Regions from separate parts of the Zea mays genome. Here regions 2, 3 and 4 are each linked to region 1. A link is a contact called in public Hi-C data. All regions are on one chromosome and are shown on one strand. The core of a region is the stretch at or near the end of the contact, and the rest is flanking DNA. Distances in the headings are between cores, read along the strand shown.

The links. A called contact is a pair of places that touch in the nucleus more often than the background predicts.
Region 2: a contact with region 1 is called in a Hi-C map of ear, with 3 times the contacts expected there. The contact joins the promoter of LOC103632002 here to the promoter of LOC100191683 in region 1. A contact is called at or near these places in 12 of 25 Hi-C or Micro-C datasets (ear, endosperm, leaf and 3 more) and 1 of 3 datasets of contacts at active chromatin or transcription factors (leaf).
Region 3: a Hi-C map of tassel shows a contact between it and region 1, with 1.8 times the contacts expected there. The contact joins the promoter of LOC103632011 here to the promoter of LOC100191683 in region 1. A contact is called at or near these places in 3 of 25 Hi-C or Micro-C datasets (ear, leaf and tassel).
Region 4: a Hi-C map of ear shows a contact between it and region 1, with 1.9 times the contacts expected there. The contact joins the promoter of LOC100280318 here to the promoter of LOC100191683 in region 1. A contact is called at or near these places in 2 of 25 Hi-C or Micro-C datasets (ear and leaf).

Annotation. Positions count from the first base shown.
Region 1 is chr7:9,701,864-9,706,353 of Zm-B73-REFERENCE-NAM-5.0, forward strand. LOC100191683 reads right to left here and starts at 2,466. Exons shown (of 4, transcript NM_001137112.1): 1 at 2,026-2,466; 2 at 1,154-1,267. The coding sequence starts at 2,299.
Region 2 is chr7:9,533,101-9,537,219 of Zm-B73-REFERENCE-NAM-5.0, forward strand. LOC103632002 (serine/threonine-protein kinase Nek3) reads left to right here and starts at 1,894. Exons shown (of 15, transcript XM_008653861.4): 1 at 1,894-2,131; 2 at 2,472-2,596; 3 at 2,662-2,728; 4 at 2,996-3,061; 5 at 3,232-3,278; 6 at 3,360-3,405; 7 at 3,506-3,586; 8 at 3,684-3,726; 9 at 3,843-3,892; 10 at 3,979-4,060. The coding sequence starts at 2,511. It also overlaps the pseudogene LOC103633714.
Region 3 is chr7:9,953,228-9,957,545 of Zm-B73-REFERENCE-NAM-5.0, forward strand. It overlaps LOC103632011 (pentatricopeptide repeat-containing protein At4g20740), which reads left to right and starts at 2,267. Exons shown (of 4, transcript XM_008653867.4): 1 at 2,267-4,318. The coding sequence starts at 2,336.
Region 4 is chr7:9,869,976-9,874,344 of Zm-B73-REFERENCE-NAM-5.0, forward strand. LOC100280318 reads right to left here and starts at 1,638. Exons shown (of 3, transcript NM_001153244.1): 1 at 1,518-1,638; 2 at 724-1,426. The coding sequence starts at 1,053.

The DNA of each region.
Region 1 (4,490 bases), core at 1,216-3,715:
GGTAGTTCAAAAGAACACAACCCAACAAAAGATCAACATCACAATGAAGGAAGTCGAATGTAATTTTGCATTGCCAAATATGTTTGCATTGGATATGTGACATGCATAAAAGCAAGGGGCTCAGATAAGCATAACATAAAGCCACCAAACCTACAACTTGGCTCTACACAAAGAGTAGGCAAATGCATCCCTTGGCATCCAACCAAGACAAGTTCCTGCAAATTCCTCAGCAATCACACAAAAACTCCTCGAAAAACTAGCATGGTCCTTCAGAAACAGTATATATGCTGATAAGTGATGTTGCTAATTCAAATACTTGTGAAGGAAAAGATATTGCTATTTTTACAGAGAAAGGCACACAAAGGAGTTATTATTAGCATGGAGAAATATATTGAACCTACCACTACATGTAACTACGTACCTTGCAAAAAGGAAGAAAATAGAGCCAGAAAAGATAGTGAATAACTTATCAAGTGGCATGTTTCGACCAATATTTTATTAAACCCAATGAATAACGATTCGCTGTTTGCAAGTTCTTAAGCCACAATCCAGTCAAAGGTCAACATCGCAATAAGGAAAAGGACAGGCAAGAGGTGTTTGTATTATAAATGACCAATTCCACAAGATGGTGATATTCCAATTGCTTCTGACTCAGACAAGCATATCATAAAGCCACTAACAACTACAACTTGGTCGTACAGATAGACTAGCCAAATGCGCACATGGGTTGCCATCACATGCTACTTGAGTTTTCTCTATAATCTTTACCACCCCCCCCCCCCCCCCCCCAAAAAAAAAAAACTCTCCCCAAAAGCATCCTGCTATGGCATACTACACGCCAGTTGCATTGCACAACCCAAAAGTGAATTCCACATTGCCAGAACAATCTGCGCCTGACGTGATATTGCTAATTTAGGCAAGCCAGTGAATAAAGCAATTGAGACAAGCATAACACATAACCATCAAACACCTACAAATTTGGCTGTGCACATCACATAGGCTGCCAGGGCAAGTTCCCAGAAATTTCTGTGTAACCATGGCATGGCATTTTAAACTGATGCTGCCGATTTAGACAAGCAGGCACACAAAGCAGCCATGGGAGATGGTAGCCAAAACAACTGAACAATGAAGCCACAAAGACAAAGATGGTTACCACTGGTGAAGGCACATGTCATGCCCACAGCAAAGCTGATGGCAACGGTGAAGAGGCCGAGCAGGATCAGGTTGACTGGGTGCTTCTCGTGGTAGAAGTACAGCGGGCACAGCACTGCACACCGAAGAAAATTGAACGGCCATGTTCAGCCTTGAATCATCAATCCAAGTAATTAGACACCCAGTTCAATCCAAATAACACGCAATTAGGACAGGTGGGGGTGGGGGGAAGGGCCCTTCTGCTAAACACAAAAAAAAAACACGGTTGACAACCCACCCACCGAAAAACACTCTTGCCACAACGCCACGGTACCTAAACGTGCACGGATGAGATCACGCAAGGCTCCTCCAGTTTCACATTGACAGAGGCCCTCCAAACTTTACCTAATCGGCCAACAACACCTCGCAGAATTTCGCTGCCAGGACTAGCAGGCTTCGCAGTATTAGGACACGGGCATCAGAATCTGATTCTAACTGCAACCTTGAAGCAATGCACAGAATATATTCGACAGAATTACAGAAATACCGTCTCGATTCTCCAACCCCAACTGCCTCCCCGTGCACCCGATCGGAAAAAGAGAACCCCCAAAAAAATAATTCAGGAGTTACCAGTTGATCGAACTCTAACCACACCGAATGCTGCGATTCAAATATCGCAACCGCAATCCACATCCAAATTGTTAACAGCGATCGACAAGCACCCGGCAGTCGGCATTTTGCGGAAGAGAAGCGAAGTGTTCGCATGAACACCCTTCGTTCGAACCCCTACTCTAGTGCTTCCCCCCACCGATCCGAACGAGAGAGAGAGAATCCTCGGAGTAACAACTAAAGCCAGAGAGGGAGATGGATGGTTGAGGGCGGCTGCGGACTCACCGATAAAGGGGAGGATGATGAGGAAGATGTAGAGGCCGAGGCCGGCGCTGGTGGTGGTGAAGAAGTGCGGGATGGCGCGGACCTTGACGACGACTGCGGCGACGACGGCGGTGAGGAGCAGCTGGAGGGAGAGAATGACGTAGATCTTGCGGATGAGCGCCCAGCGCAGCTCGGGGCTCTCCTGCATCCCCGGGTAGAGCTGGCGCGCGCCGCCCGTGGCGGCGGCGCCCGATGTCCCCGCCTCGACGTCGAGGCCCTTCTGGTACCCGAACATTCTGGCGCCTCGGCCGACGGTAACGGCGGCGGCGAAGGCCTCCTCCTCTCTCTCTCCGGGAGGTTGGGCGGGTGGTGCTGGCGCTAGGGCTAGGTAGGGTCTCACGAGTGGGGGCGGAGGCGTGGAGAAGGGAAGGGAGAGACTAGAGAGAGTGAACGGCGTAGAAGAAGAGGAGCGCGGCGCCTCCTTTTTGGACAGAGGAGAGCAAGATGAATAGATATGATGCTGGGGCTGGGATGGAATTGGTGGCCTCTGCGGAGATGAAGACGTCGTGTTGTAGTTACTAAAGACGTTTGCACCACCGGACTGACTGATGGGTCCGGATCCGTGGTACCCACATGTTATTTGGAAGCGTTCAGGTCAATGCGCGTGAGAATGGTTGATGGTTCGAATGGACGCATGTGCAAGAGTCGCGGTCGCGTGGACTTGTAAGGCCGGGTCATCTGGCATGCGGGGCCTCCACTCAGGTTATCCTGGGCCTACGTCACCAGGCTGGAACCTTTGGGCTTGGCGTGTGCCCGCCTGCCCGGTCGACTGGTCCAGGTCAGGCACGGACGCCTATTCGCTTATTCCTACTCCATCCGTTCCATCTAACCAAGGTGCCGTTTGGTTCACATATTTGTAACGTAATGGATAACTGATAACGTTAAATCATGTTTGTTTTAGTCCAACCGTAATCAGATACCACACTAAAAATTGATACTAGCCTATTCAAACTTGTTACCACCTGTAATCGAGCGTAAACCATTATCATTACCATTTGCGTTACATTTTTTGAACCAAACAACACCTAACTCTGAGTTGGTTCAAATACCAATAAGGCAATATATATATATATATATATATATATATTTATTCTTCTATATACCACTAACCTATACGTATATATAGAGAGCGTATATATAGAGAGCACCTGACTTATATTGAGGGATTAGAATAAAAATTAGTTATACCTTATATTCTGGGACACCTTATATTCTAGGACGGATAGAGTACCAAGATAGCAAGCTGCGTGGGAGTAGAATTGGTTGAAGACTAGACACTGGATAGCGGGCTGCTAGACGTGTATTATATAATGCTTCCGTACGAATTTGTTACTCCCTCCATTGTTTTTTATTTGTCGTGTTTTAGTTCAAAACTAAACTAGCAGGTGACAAATAGTCTAGAATGAAGGCAGTGTATTGACTTTTTTATTACAAGTTTTGTTTATTATCAAAAATATTTTACATATGATTTAATTTTTTTATTTTTTATGATTTTTTTGAATAAGACGAATGGTCAAAATTAGGGTTCAAAAGGTCAAATAAATTATATTTTGAAACAGAGGGAGTATATGGTTGTTAGAAATATGTACAGCTCTGCTTAGTTGGGTCTGATGTCGTGGCTAAGGTAGAGTGATCAGTTCAATTGGTCGATATCGATCCCCTGTGTTAGAGAATGGATTGATATGGATTGTCTGTTATCACATTACAACTTGTAATTAGTTTATGATAGCAAAGTCTAGTAAATAAAAAAAATTGGTCAAACAATTCAATATTCTTCCTCGTGAAAAAAATGTGTGTATGCATGGGTACGACCATGGATACCTAGGGCAGGCCTCGACATGGCCCGGGCCAATGCCCCACCTAGACCGGGCATGGGTGCTATGGGTTAGGGGACGGAGAGTGAGACGAGATAGACGTGATACGGTAGTGTTTAGTTTAAAATAGGAGATAAAATAGAAAAGTTATTGGAGATAGCCTTATCCGGGTGCTCGAAAAAAAGCCCTTCGAAGTGAGGGATAGGAAAACGCTGAAGGATAACCACATGTAGCGATGGTAGTTTTTTAAACTCCGTCAAACTTAATTTGGTGAGCTTTTGAGGACCGTTTGTTTATAATTATAATATACTCAGACTATATAATCTTAAATTATATGATAGTTTAAAATAAGTTACATTTTATAATTTAAATAGATTATAATTGGAAACAAACATGCATGACGGTTTTCTTCCCCTGTGCCGGAGTCACAGATATGGCCGGCCGGCCGTTGGTCGTCGCTCGGATTTGGGCCCTGTTGGGCTCAATTATCCCAGCTTCAGAATTGCATGGCCACCTGCAGATTGGAGGTCATATCCTTCCGCCGTTCCGCTGCACGAAAGTATCGCTGCAACTGCAACCACCTCGCGCGCGTGCGGTGCGAAACTGCGAGTC
Region 2 (4,119 bases), core at 644-3,143, 170 kb before region 1:
GGGGACTGGAGGCCTGCCCCCAAGTACGTGTTGTCCAAGTACCTGTTCTGATCACCAAGCAGCTGCTCGGTTTACACGTATCTTGTTTTGGGCGAGTGAATTTTGATTACTTATAGCATTACCATTTATTGGTTCGGGGCATAATCATACGTGTCGATTGAATTGAAGAGATGTAGATGTCCAAGTATATCCTCTTTCTTGAATTTCAAGATATTCTATATTGATTCTTTAATATTTACCACACGAATTTTACATATTATAGTTATGCTTGTTGTTTCGTATCTATGTTTATACATTTTTTTAATTCCGTGGCAACGCACGGGTATAAACCTAGTTTATATATAAGAGGATTGAATCCCCTTTAATTTCCCTTAATCCACTCCTAACCGAACAAGCCTTTAGAAAGAAAGAGAACGCTATACTCATCGATTTAGTTCGTTTGATTGCAATGACAGAACGGAGCGGGACGTGACGCTCCCTTAAATAAATTTGTTTGGTTCAGGGTCAAGAGTTGGGACATGACTACCTCAGTGTTGTATCCAGTTATCGCTCAAAATTAGAGGGCCGAAAGAGTACGCCAGGACATCCGTGTCTGTCCCGCAACTAAACGCACCCAAAAAACCCGTAAGTGTCTCGGGATGCAGAAACGTGCCAATTGGAAGGCGCCAGAGATCCCTTCTATCTGGATGGAAATCAATTTACGTATTTTATTGATATGACTGACTATTACGTTTTTCTTCTTCTTCTTTTGCTATCTTAATTGAAGGGCGGGCATGCAGACAGCTCCTGCCCTGTCGTTTTGTTCGAAAAGAAGTTTTTTTTTTAAAAAAAGAACCACTTCTATTAAACAAGATTTAAAATAGTTTAGTTTAGGGTTTAGGGACCGACCATGAGAACAAAGCTGGATCCTGCTACCAGGCCAAGCAACGTGTGTGGCCTCTTTCGCGCTAACCAAAGTCTCTGGTGTCTTATTAAAACCCAAGAAACTTCAGAAGGTACCGGTCATCCAATCGTGTACATGACATCTAGGGCAAACAAGAAATGGGGAAAAAAAAACACAAGCAAATTCATAAAGAGAAGCGCAATTTAAAATTATATATAAAATAATGTCCGTTCTTTTCTTTTCCTTGTTTCATTCAGAGAACTTATTAACCAAATCTTTCTATACGGGTTCGCTGAACTTCTAAACAAAACTGTGTGAGGTTTCTCCTTTTTTTCCCTTCTCTGCATTCAAGTTAATTTGTAAGTCCAGTTTTGTGGGGTCATGGACTGCATCATGGCTTTTCTTTTAAAGAAAATAAAATACATTACTGGTTTTCTGTAGCTGAAGAGGAAACCAGCAAACCCTTGCCACAGCAAACTAAGTTTTCTGGCACTTTCTTAAAAAAAACAGCCACATCAGAGTTATGGCTTGTTTGACGTTTGGGCATCACCGAGAGCAGCCTAATTCCTACAGCATTCAGGTGAATTCCAAATGGGGGCACCAAGATGCCGCGCCGTGAGAAGAACAGGCAGCGGTTGTTGGCCATTGAAGCAACTGCAGCAGAGCTGTAGCATGGTATCAAGCGTTAAATTTCCCCTGGTTAGCTGTTTGGTTGGTGTCGCAAGAATCGGTACGACCAAAAGCCATCAAATTTCAGCCATATTTTCCACGCACAGATCCTGCGCTCGAATCCGCCACCAGAATTTTCTTGTCCGAGCCTTTATGGCCGGCCTGTACAACGGAACGCGTATGAGTTCCGCTATCACGGCGGGCGGCGGGCGCCGGGGATACGAATAAAGCCCATCAAGGATAATGCTGGTACACGCAGCCACTAAACCAAGGATATTTTTTTCCGTTTCTTTCTTTCTTAGTCAAATCTCTCTCTCTCTCTCTCTCTCTCTCTCTGAGTCTGTGCAGTGCGTTGTGTGTGCTTGGCTCCCACCACTTTCTCTCTCTGCACTTTGAAAACTTCGAAAGCCTCTGGCAAGCTAAGCACGGACAGCCCTCCGTTTTCGTTGTCGGCATGTCAACCCTCTCCTCCTCCTCTTTCTCCCGTGCACTCCATCAGCAGTGCTTCCTCGCTCTAAAAATGGGAGCCGGGCACTGAGGCGGAAGAGCAAGGCGCCCTTCATCCATTAGCCAGCCAAGGTAAGGAGGGAACCACCCATCCTCCTCTTCCACTTCAAGCATCATCAGTGTCGATCCGACGTTCCCAGTCAAGAATCAATTTCGACGATCACTATTTTGGTCCACTGCAAAATTGTAAATTCTCCCATGTCATCAGTTCTTGCTTCGTTCCCTTCACGTTCTGACTTTATTGTTCAAATGCTCATCCATGCAATGGGTTTACAACCAGCATTCGCAAACTTGAACTTTCCTTTTTTTACATAAAAAAATAATAAAAAAGAGGTTCTCTTTTATGTTCCGGTCACATTTCATTTACTGGCACGATGAATTTCTCTGACAACATTCTTCGCCCACCGTGCAGGTGATTTCTGAGCCAGCCAGGAGCTTGACAGTCACAGGGATGGAGCAGTACGAGGTGCTGGAGCAGATTGGGAAGGGTTCGTTCGGCTCGGCGCTCCTGGTGAGGCACAAGGCTGAGAGGAAAAGGTATGGATGGATGCTTGCTTGCTTTGTTTCCATGGTGTCACTCAGCCTGCCTCGTTTTGCTACAGGTATGTCTTGAAGAAGATCCGCCTCGCACGCCAGACCGACCGGTGCCGCCGATCAGCACACCAGGAGGTATGCTCATACTTTGTGTCCAATTACGACCTTCGGCGTCATAAATCTGAAACTGGTTCAGAACACAAGTGGTTATAAATTTTGCAAAACAGAGAGAATTTGAGCTCTCCAAGGGGACAAACAGACACCTTTGTTTCCTTGTAGGGCATGCACGGCTGCTATCCGATGTTAGGAAACATGATTTGTTTCGTTGCCATGATCTTGTGCTAATACATGTATAATAAACCTACACAAAACATGTGAAAGATTCACCACCTTGATGAACAGATGGAGCTCATCGCAAAAGTAAGGAATCCTTACATTGTGGAATACAAAGATGCTTGGGTGGAGAAGGTGAGCATGGTCCCCTGCAGATGCTGCTGTTCACAGTTGTTGCAGCATCCTAAGGGCAGTCTCCGGTCTAGTTCCTTTCCTTGACGCTTCAACGGTCCTGATGAAGGATGATGTGTATGCTCATAATTGCTTGAAAAGGAACAGTTTTTTTTTGTTGTTGTTGTCGTCAGGGTTGCTACGTGTGTATTGTCATTGGTTACTGCGAGGGAGGGGACATGTATGTCGACTTCTGAAACTTCATCCCCTCAACTGACCTGAACTACAATTCTGACCAGTGTTTGTCATTTGTTTTGTGCAGGTCAGAGGCCATTAAGAAGGCTAACAGTAACCATTTCTCAGAAGAGGTAGCTCACTAGACTGTCATCTGTACAGCATGTTCTGTGCCCTCACATTCTGCTCACTGCATTTTGCCCCTCTGGGGTATCCACTCTTCACTGCATGCAGAAACTTTGTGTGTGGCTTGTGCAGCTCCTGACGGCACTTGATTACTTGCATGCCAATCATATCCTTCATCGTGATGTTAAGGTTGCTAGATTCATAGCCTTTTTGTTACCTTACACTCGCAAAGTACCCATGCTGCTTGAGTGGTACTGATACTCATCATGCCTTGTCACTGTTTCAGTGCTCAAACATATTTCTCACAAAGGATCAAAACATAAGGCTTGGTAAGCATCCTGTTGTCAAGTATGCTTTTGGGAAAATTTCCATGTACCTATAAAGTCGATCAGATAAATGATTCAGTTATCACACCCTTTTGTTCCAAACATATGGTCTGAAACAGGTGATTTTGGTCTTGCTAAAGTCTTAACTTCTGATGATTTAGCTTGTTCAGTGAGTTTTCTTGCTCGATCCCTAGGTATTTGACGTGTTCCTCTGTCTATGTTGCTTCTGACTCTGACCATGTGCTGCTTCTGAAGGTTGTGGGAACTCCAAGTTACATGTGCCCTGAACTTCTTGCTGACATTCCATATGGTTCCAAGTCTGACATATGGTCCCTCGGTAAGATTGTATACATCAATTTTCAGTTGCATCTATTCTTCTGAACGTTGGGTGTCTGT
Region 3 (4,318 bases), core at 1,017-3,516, 250 kb after region 1:
TGAAAAGAATTTACAAAAGAGTTTGCAAAAACAAAACAAATGGTGCAAGCATAGTCCAAAACATTAAATATAAGAAAGCATCCATGCATATCTTATGAAATGTAAAATTGGTTTAATTCCAAGTAACCTTTGCACTTACCTGTTGCAAACTAGTTCAATTACTGCACTTATATATTTGCTTTGGTTTGTGTTGGCATCAATCACCAAAAAGGGGGAGATTGAAAGGGAAATAGGGTCAAACCTTTTCCTAAATGATTTTGGTGGTTGAATTGCCCAACACAAATAATTGGACTAACTAGTTTGCTCTAGATTATATGTTCTACAGGTGTCAAAAGTTCATCTACAACTATTCTAAATCGACTGTCCGGAATACCGTAGATTATTCCGGACAGGAGAAGCTTTTTGGAAAAACAGACTAAGCGCGGACCGTCCGGGCCCTTGCGGCGGACCGTCCGCGACACCAGGATGATCCTCGGACAGAACCAATGCAAAAACACATATCTCTACTACGGACCGTCCGATGAAAAAGCAAGCTCCGTCCGAGGCCAAGCGCGGACCGTCCGGCCACAGGCGCGGATCATCCGGTCGGTGCAGAACCAAAAAGCCCGAAGGTGACAAGTTGAGCAAAAGGAATTATAGAGCTGGCGCGGACCGTCCGGGACCAAGGGGACCGTCCGCGTGGTGTCACCGAGGCAGATAGCCGTTATTCTAGCCGTTGATCTGTCAGAAGTATCCGTTGAAGATGTCAGAATCGACCGTTGGAGGGTCGCGGACCGTCCGGGCCCTAGCCGCGGACCGTCCGCCAGTGCAATTTCTGGCAGATGCGCCCCAACGGCTATATGGGTGGTTGAGGGCTATAAATACCACCCCAACCGGCCACTTCAAGGAGTGGGAGTCCAAGCTACATTCCAAGTCACATAGTTGACATACTCAAGCCCTCCCAACCACATATATTCATTGATACATCCTATACACAAGATCTAGACCACTACAACCGACATAAGTGCCACAAAAGAGAGAGCAGGAAATTGAGAGCTACTCAATTGAGTTTAGCCCTAGTGCCTTGTGAGATTCATTGAGAGATAGTGTGTGCTACATCTTTGTGTTCATTTGTGCGTAGAGTTTTGACTCCCATCGAACTTCCTCCAAAGTTTTGGAGGCTTGTAAAAGCTAGCAAGAGACACCAAAGAGTGTGGTGGTCCTTGCGGGATCGAGAGTGATCTTTGAGAAGAAGAAGAGCTCGCCGATCCTTGGGTGATCGGTGGAGAGAAGGAAAGGGTTGAAAAAGACTCGTCCTTAAGTGGACTCCTCAACGGGGACTAGGCCTTCGAGGGCCGAACCTCGGTAAAACAAATCACCCGTGTCTTGTGTGCTTATTCTTGTGATTTGTTTGTCCTCTCCCTTTCTAAGTTTCTCTTGCACCACTCTTTGCTAATTCTATTTGGTGTTGCTTTAAGTTAACTTCCCATTTAGTGAAGCAACAAATTGCAAGAGAGAACTTGTGTTATTGCTCTTCTTACCTAAGCCTTCTTGCTTTATTCTCATAGACTTATTAGTAGTATTGATTTATCAATTCCGCATTATTTAGCAATACTCTTTATAAGCAAGGACTTAGTTTTTATACTCCGATATTTATATATCTTGTTCTAACCACTAATCAAGGGATCTAGTTGGGGGATAAAGTTTTAATTTTCAGGTTTCGCCTATCCACCCCCCTCTAGGCGACTTTCAGAACCACATGTTGTGGAGCTATTTTGGTTAAGAGCTACAATGATCCTAAGGCGGATGTTTTGTATGCTGCCACTTAATTTTGTGTACCTTCTACATTTCATTTTGCATCTGTATTGTTGTTTGCTGATTACAAGATAAAAAATGTTTGATACCAACCATTGATAATTTGGGACTCACTAAGCAAAGCCAAAGATAAGTGTTTAAACAACTACCTATGTGATATATAGAAACCATAGCAACACACAAACATCAATGTAATCGTTGTACACTAACATTTATCGAATAATTTATTTGCCGTCGCATCGCACGGGCACGTACCTAGTGAATGCATACGAACAGAACCAACGAGAAATGAAGCGCAACTCTGATAGACTAGCAGAAATATTTTTCAAATCTTCAGATTTAGCTATTCTCTGAAATAAAATTCTAAAAGTACTATTTATGGAATGGGCCTTTTGTAGCCCGACTATGAGAAGAGCTTGGACCATGTCCGAGCCTTTGTATATATGAGGCCCAGCCCACTACGAGTTGGCATCCCCATCACTGCTCTCTGCCACTGCGGATTAGCGCCTGCGCCGCTCCCTTCACATCGTCGGCCGGCGCCATGGCCTCTCCGTCCCCGTCCTCTCCCACTGACCGCCGCCGCAGGCACACCATCTACCACGGCCACCGCCGCGCCTCGCCGCACCGGCCCACAGTCCGCGGCGGCCTCTTCACTGATCTCCGCTTCCCCTCCACTATACACCGCCCTTCCTCCTCCCCCTCCACCGCCACCGCCTTCCGCCTCCGTGACTGGGATCCACACTCGCCCTCTTCCTCGTCGTCTGCTCGCTCTCCGTCACCTCCTTCCGCCTCCTCCTCCTCCTCCACATCCGCCTCCGCTCGCCGCCTCTCCCCGCTCGCGCGCTTCCTCCTCGACGCGCTCCGCCGCCACCAGCGCTGGGGACCGCCCGTTGTCGCCGATCTCTCCAAGCTCCGCCGCGTCCCTCCATCCCTCGTCGCTGAGGTCCTCACCGCGCGCCCTCCCCCGCCGCCTCCGCTCGCGCTCCCGTTCTTCCTCTGGGCGGGCCGCCAGAAGGGCTTCCGTCACTGCTTCCCAGCTTTCCATGCCCTCGCCTCGCTACTGTCCGCGGCGGGCCTCCCAGCCGCGGCTGACCAGCTCCCCGACCTCATGCGCGCGCACGGCAGACCGATCTCCCACCCGCAGCTCACCCTCCTCGTCCGCCTCCACACCGCCGCGCGCCGCCCCCTCCGCGCTCTGCACGCGCTTCGCCGCTTCCGCCACGAGTTCGACGTCCAACCCCAGGTCCACGCGTGCAACCGCGTCCTTGGCGCGCTGGCTGCTGCGGGCCACGTTGAGGACGCGCTCAAGCTGTTCGATGAAATGTCGGAGGGTGGTGTGCAGCCCATCCCAGTGACGTTTGCCATCATGGTTCGTGCACTAGCACACGCCGGAATGGTTGATAGGCTTCTGGAGATGATTGGGAGGATGCGGAACGAGGTGTGTCGGCCTGATGTCTTTGTGTACACTGCACTGGTGAAGACAATGGTGCGGAGGGGGTATATGGATGGCTGCATGAGGGTTTGGGACGAAATGGAAAAGGATGGGGTGGAGCCAGACACAATGGCATATGCTACTATGGTCGGGGGACTCTGCAAGGCTGGGATGGTGGAGGAAGCAGCAGAATTGTTCAAGGAGATGAGGAGCAAGGGGTTACTGGTGGACAGGATGGTGTATGCATCGCTCATTGATGGGTATGTTGCTGTTGGCAGGGTTGGGGATGGGTGTAGGTTGTTGAACGAGTTGGTTGATGCTGGCTACCGTGCTGACCTGGGGATATATAACACACTTATTATTGGGCTGTGTGGCATAGGTAGGGAGGATAAGGCTCATAAGTTATTTCAGATTGTTCTTCAGGAGGACCTTATGCCAAGTTCTGATACTGTTTCACCGTTGCTAGCTTGTTATGCCGAAAAGGGTGAAATGGTTACATTTTTTGGGTTGGTTAACAAACTGGCAGAGATGGGCTTGTCTGTTGTTGAAATGTTAGTAGATTTTATGAAGCTCCTTGCAGGAAAGGATGGTAGGGTATTGAAGGCTGTGGAAGTGTTTGATGCATTGAGACAAAAACAGTATTGTAGTGTTGGCATTTATAATATTCTTATTGAAAATCTGCTGAAGATCAAGGATAGGAAGAAATCACTTTTGTTGTTTGAAGAAATGCAAAGCTCAGTTGATTTTAAACCAGATTCATGTACATATAGTCATATGATCCCATGTTTCGTGGATGAAGGAAATGTCAAAGAGGCCTGCTCATGCTACAACACCATGATGAAGGAAAATTGGATACCAAGTATGTCAGCCTACTGTGTTCTTGTGAAAGGGCTTTGCAAGATGGGGGAGATCAACACAGCCATATCACTTGTTAAAGATTGTCTTGGAAATATAGAAAATGGGCCAGCTGAATTTAAATACACCTTGACTATTCTGGAAGCTTGCAGATCAAAAAGACCAGAGAAAGTCATCAATGTGGTGTATGAGATGATTGAAGTAGGTTGTTCAATGGAAGAAATTGTCTATTCTGCT
Region 4 (4,369 bases), core at 388-2,887, 170 kb after region 1:
ACAGCAGTAATATTTTCCAAAATGCCAACAAGGTTATCTTCTTCATTTCCTTCCTTTAAGGACAACATGAGCAGATGTGGCGAAGCACATTCCTCATGATAACTAAAATCAACTTGTCTGGGGTTTCTATGTGCTTGTACACAAAGACTATGTAATATGCAACTGTAGTATTAACTTCCATTATACATTCATGCCTGAATACGCTGTCAATTAAACTTATTTGTTTAATTAATTATATATGGTGCTGTTTGGTTCAGCACCCTGAACGGTAACGGGGATGGAGTCACATGCCGCCACGATCACTCACTGCTATAGCTCTGGGAATGGATAGCGCTGATAGTTCTGTGAATCAACACAAACTGTTCTAACCAAACACAAAACAACACAATCGATTTACTCTGTGAATCGATAACGGACAAAAAGGACCAAACCAAACAGCACGTATATGTTTACAAATGTTCTTATCACCAAAAACAAGAGAGGAGGTTCTCACAACCCAATCAGAATAGTTAGATAGTGCACAGCAAACTTCAATGCCTATATGTGCCACTTTGCTGTTCCAATGCTGACCACAAAACATAACAAGGCAATTTCGAGGATTGCACCAACTACTTGCAAAATAGTCAACAGTGTTGTGTTTGGGAGCTGAACATTCAACCCTGTTAACACCTCAGCATCATGAACCATTCCATGCTGAACTGTAATGGGCAAACAAACACTTACATAGGTGTTGAGCTGCCGGACGAAGCTGGAGAAGTTGTTGTGCTTGAAGTGCCTGGGCAGCAGCACCGTGGCGAAGGCGTGCGGATCCCACACCACGAAGCTGTTGTTGGTGGCGCTCCAAGACACAATCAGGTCGGTGTCCGAGTCGTCGACCATGTCATATGTCTTGGTGAGGAACGGCGGCGGCCCAGGGTCATGCAGACCCTCCATCGGCTTTGGTGCCGCGGCGACGGCCGCGGACGGCCCATCCGCGGCCTCCACCGTGCCTGCCATCAAATCTCCTCCCTCCCCATGGCTCTCCTCCTTCACCTGGTTCAGCGTTGAGTCCATAGCCGGATCCTACCCTCCTAATCCGAGTAACGATGCTAAAATCTCTGCTCTGACACCGGAATGGAATAGTCTGTTGGACAATGTCAGTAAAACTCCGTTGTAAAAGAGCAGCAACGAGCAGCTGCCCCTAGCACACGGCCACACAGGAGTACAAGGCACGCATCGACGTTAAGGCATACACACACACGGCGGCCGGCGCGCATCTAGCACGGGGATAGGGAACATGATAAGGTGTCATCCTGGCAAGACCACCTCACCATGTTTACCCCCACCTACAGCTCTGCAAGTACAGGTAGAAAGCAGCCGACAAACTGGGGGCCAGAGCACCACGCCAGACGCCAGGGGCGGAGAGGAAATCAAAGCCGCCGGGTGCCTGAAACGACGAACACAGCAAGAAGTTGATCTTCCGCGGCGGGAACCAGAAATAGGAGAGATTTGAGCGGGAAGGCGGGAGCTTCTGGGACCTCGTGGTGGCACCAGGGCGGGATCTTCTTCCCTGTTGCCCGGAACCACGGCGGGGGTGGGTGAGCCGTCACGAGCGCGGGGAGGGTGGGTAGCTCAGCAGCCTACTAGATGCAGTGGCTCTGGAATGGTGGGTAGGGGGATAGGGTATGGATTTGGCTATTTCGGGAAAGGAAGGTTCTGGAAGGCGAGGGGACGGGGGATGGGGATAAAGCGTCGGGGGGCGGGGACCGGAACTGGCGCGGCGGGAGAGAGACGGAGGAGGAAAGGGTCGCGATCGCGGTCGCTGCCTCGCTGGCGGCGCTAGTCGGTGGAGTGAGTGAGGGCATGGCAAGTGGCGCTGATGAAGTGGGCCTAGGCCACAGATGGGCCGACGGGGACAGGTGTCGGTAGCGCCCGTGCCGTCGAGGTGCTGCTCATGCACGACGGCACGATGTTGTGTTTTTGTTTACTGCACCGTCTAAGAGGTTGTCTCCGGTCAGCTGCGGCCTTAGCGGCCTCTCATCTCCACTTTTAAGAGACAACTATGAATAAAATTAATGTAGTCCTATTCTATCCTTTTAACTCTAAACTAAATAACATTATTTGAGTTATCGTTCCACCTCATCCTGTTCTATCATTGTAACCAAATACACCCTAAATTTATAGAGCCTCATCTTAAATACATATTTAATATATGATACAATAGTTTAGCTGCGAAATACTACAACATATCCATAACCTGGTTATAGGTAAACATGTTAAAACCTAAAAAAAAGTTTTTAAAGTGATGTTGAAATATGTATCTTTTTATTTACCCGTTGTTTAATATAAATATATTTTTACATGTATCTTTAGTGTTTATATTAGTAACATTTATACATAAAAATATCTAAAGGGCATCTATTTTAAACCTTGACGTGGGCCTCTAAAATCTCGTGATTGTCCCTGTCTCCAGCGTGCATATAGTCATATAAAATATTGTTTTACATTGTAGGTCGTACTATTTATAGAGTAAAATTTGAAATATAAGATAAGAGATAGAATAGATAAATTGTTGGAGATTGTCAAAGAGGCTATAAGCTAGCTAAATGTTAAGATGTAAGAGATAAGAGGAGAGTAGAAACGAGTTATAAACTTACTGTCGATTTAGACATAAGAACCAAATTTTGTGAGAGATAAATAGGGTTGTACATTAACAACGAAAACTAACTACTATACAAACGAGTTAAATGGTAAGCTACAAAAATCCTTACAGCCATGAGACAATCGTTTCAACTTGTGCTTAACATGTGCATTACTATTTCTATATATCATATAGATATATTTTATTTAAATAAGGTAGTTATTTAAATATGTTTTTAACTTTTATAATAATTTATGCTTTATCTAAATTAGTCATTGTGTTCAATCTCATCGTGTCTATCGTATAATTTGTGTAAGTACATTTTATATGACGGGTAAGAAACCCCAATTGCAATTATCATACCGTGTATGTATCATACATACACATTGACAAATTTACATGTAGCTTTAATGTCACTGTGTATGTTGATGTCTTAACAAGTTGAACCCGCGGGTTTTTCATGGGTTTCCACCTAGTTATGGATTGGTTTAGGGTGAATAATGTTATTGTGTGAGTTGGGTTTAATTTCCTTCTTATGTTTTAGGTGGTTGTGGGATGGATGTAAATGTTACTAGATTTGGATGTGGGTTGGGTTTTTTGCCATTAGCAGGCTTATATGTATGTAGTGTCTTTTTATCACGATGAAAAATACTTATTTTTTATATATGCCCCCTGTCGACCGTTGGCGCGGGCCACGCGTCGCTCGCGGATTGCGCGGCCGACCGTTGCGCCGGCGGCCGTTGGCTCATCGGACAGTCCGGTGCACAACCGGACAGTCCGGTGAATTATAGTCGTACGCCGCCAAACATTCCCGAGAGCGGCCTGTTCACCGGAGTCTAGCTTGGCACACCGGACACTGTCCGGTGCACCACCGGACAGTCCGGTGTGCCAAGCCGAGCTGAATCTTGGCTGTACACAGGCACTCTTTTCCAATCTTTTCTTTTCCTGTTTCTAGCACTTAGATAACTTCATTAGTGCTCAACCAAATGTACTAAAGTCTAGAAATATACCTTGTTACATGATTTGCACTTCTTCAAACTTTGGCACAATTTATCATGTGTTGCGCACTTAATCACCAAAACAATATAGAAATGGCTCAAGGGCACATTTCCCTTTCAATCTCCCCCTTTTTGGTGATTTATGCCAACACATCAAAAGGCAAATGCAAAACATGCAACATTGATTCGAATTGAAGACCAAATTGTTTTTGACTCAAATTTGTCATATTTGGATCATTCTTTACCACCACTTGGTTTGTTTTTGCAAATCAAATTCATTTTCCTATCTCTAAGTCAAACTCACTTGTTTGGGCATTAAGAGAGATAATCCAAGAGTGAAAATGATCAAGATCCAAAAACTCCCCCTTTTCCCATAATCATAAATTCTCCCCGCAAGAGACCAAATTTTGACAATTAGAGTATTTTGACAAATCAAAAGTTCTAACTCTACTATTTTCAAAATTCTCAAGTGGTAGTTGATCCATTTGCTTTGGCCTTAATTTCTCCCCCTTTGGCATTAAGCACCAAAACAGGATTATTATTGGCCTTTTAACCCCATTGTCTCACCAAAAATGTCAATTAAGAGCAAAAAGGCAATCGGAGCTTAAGAATGAACTTAGAGATTAGTACACTAATACCGGAGTGCAGTGGAAGTCTTTGCATGGTCCAAGTTCACCTTTCCCTTTCAATTCACCTTTGAGACTACATCAAGTAAACTCAAGCACACATGTTAGTCTTAAAGGGTCAAGTT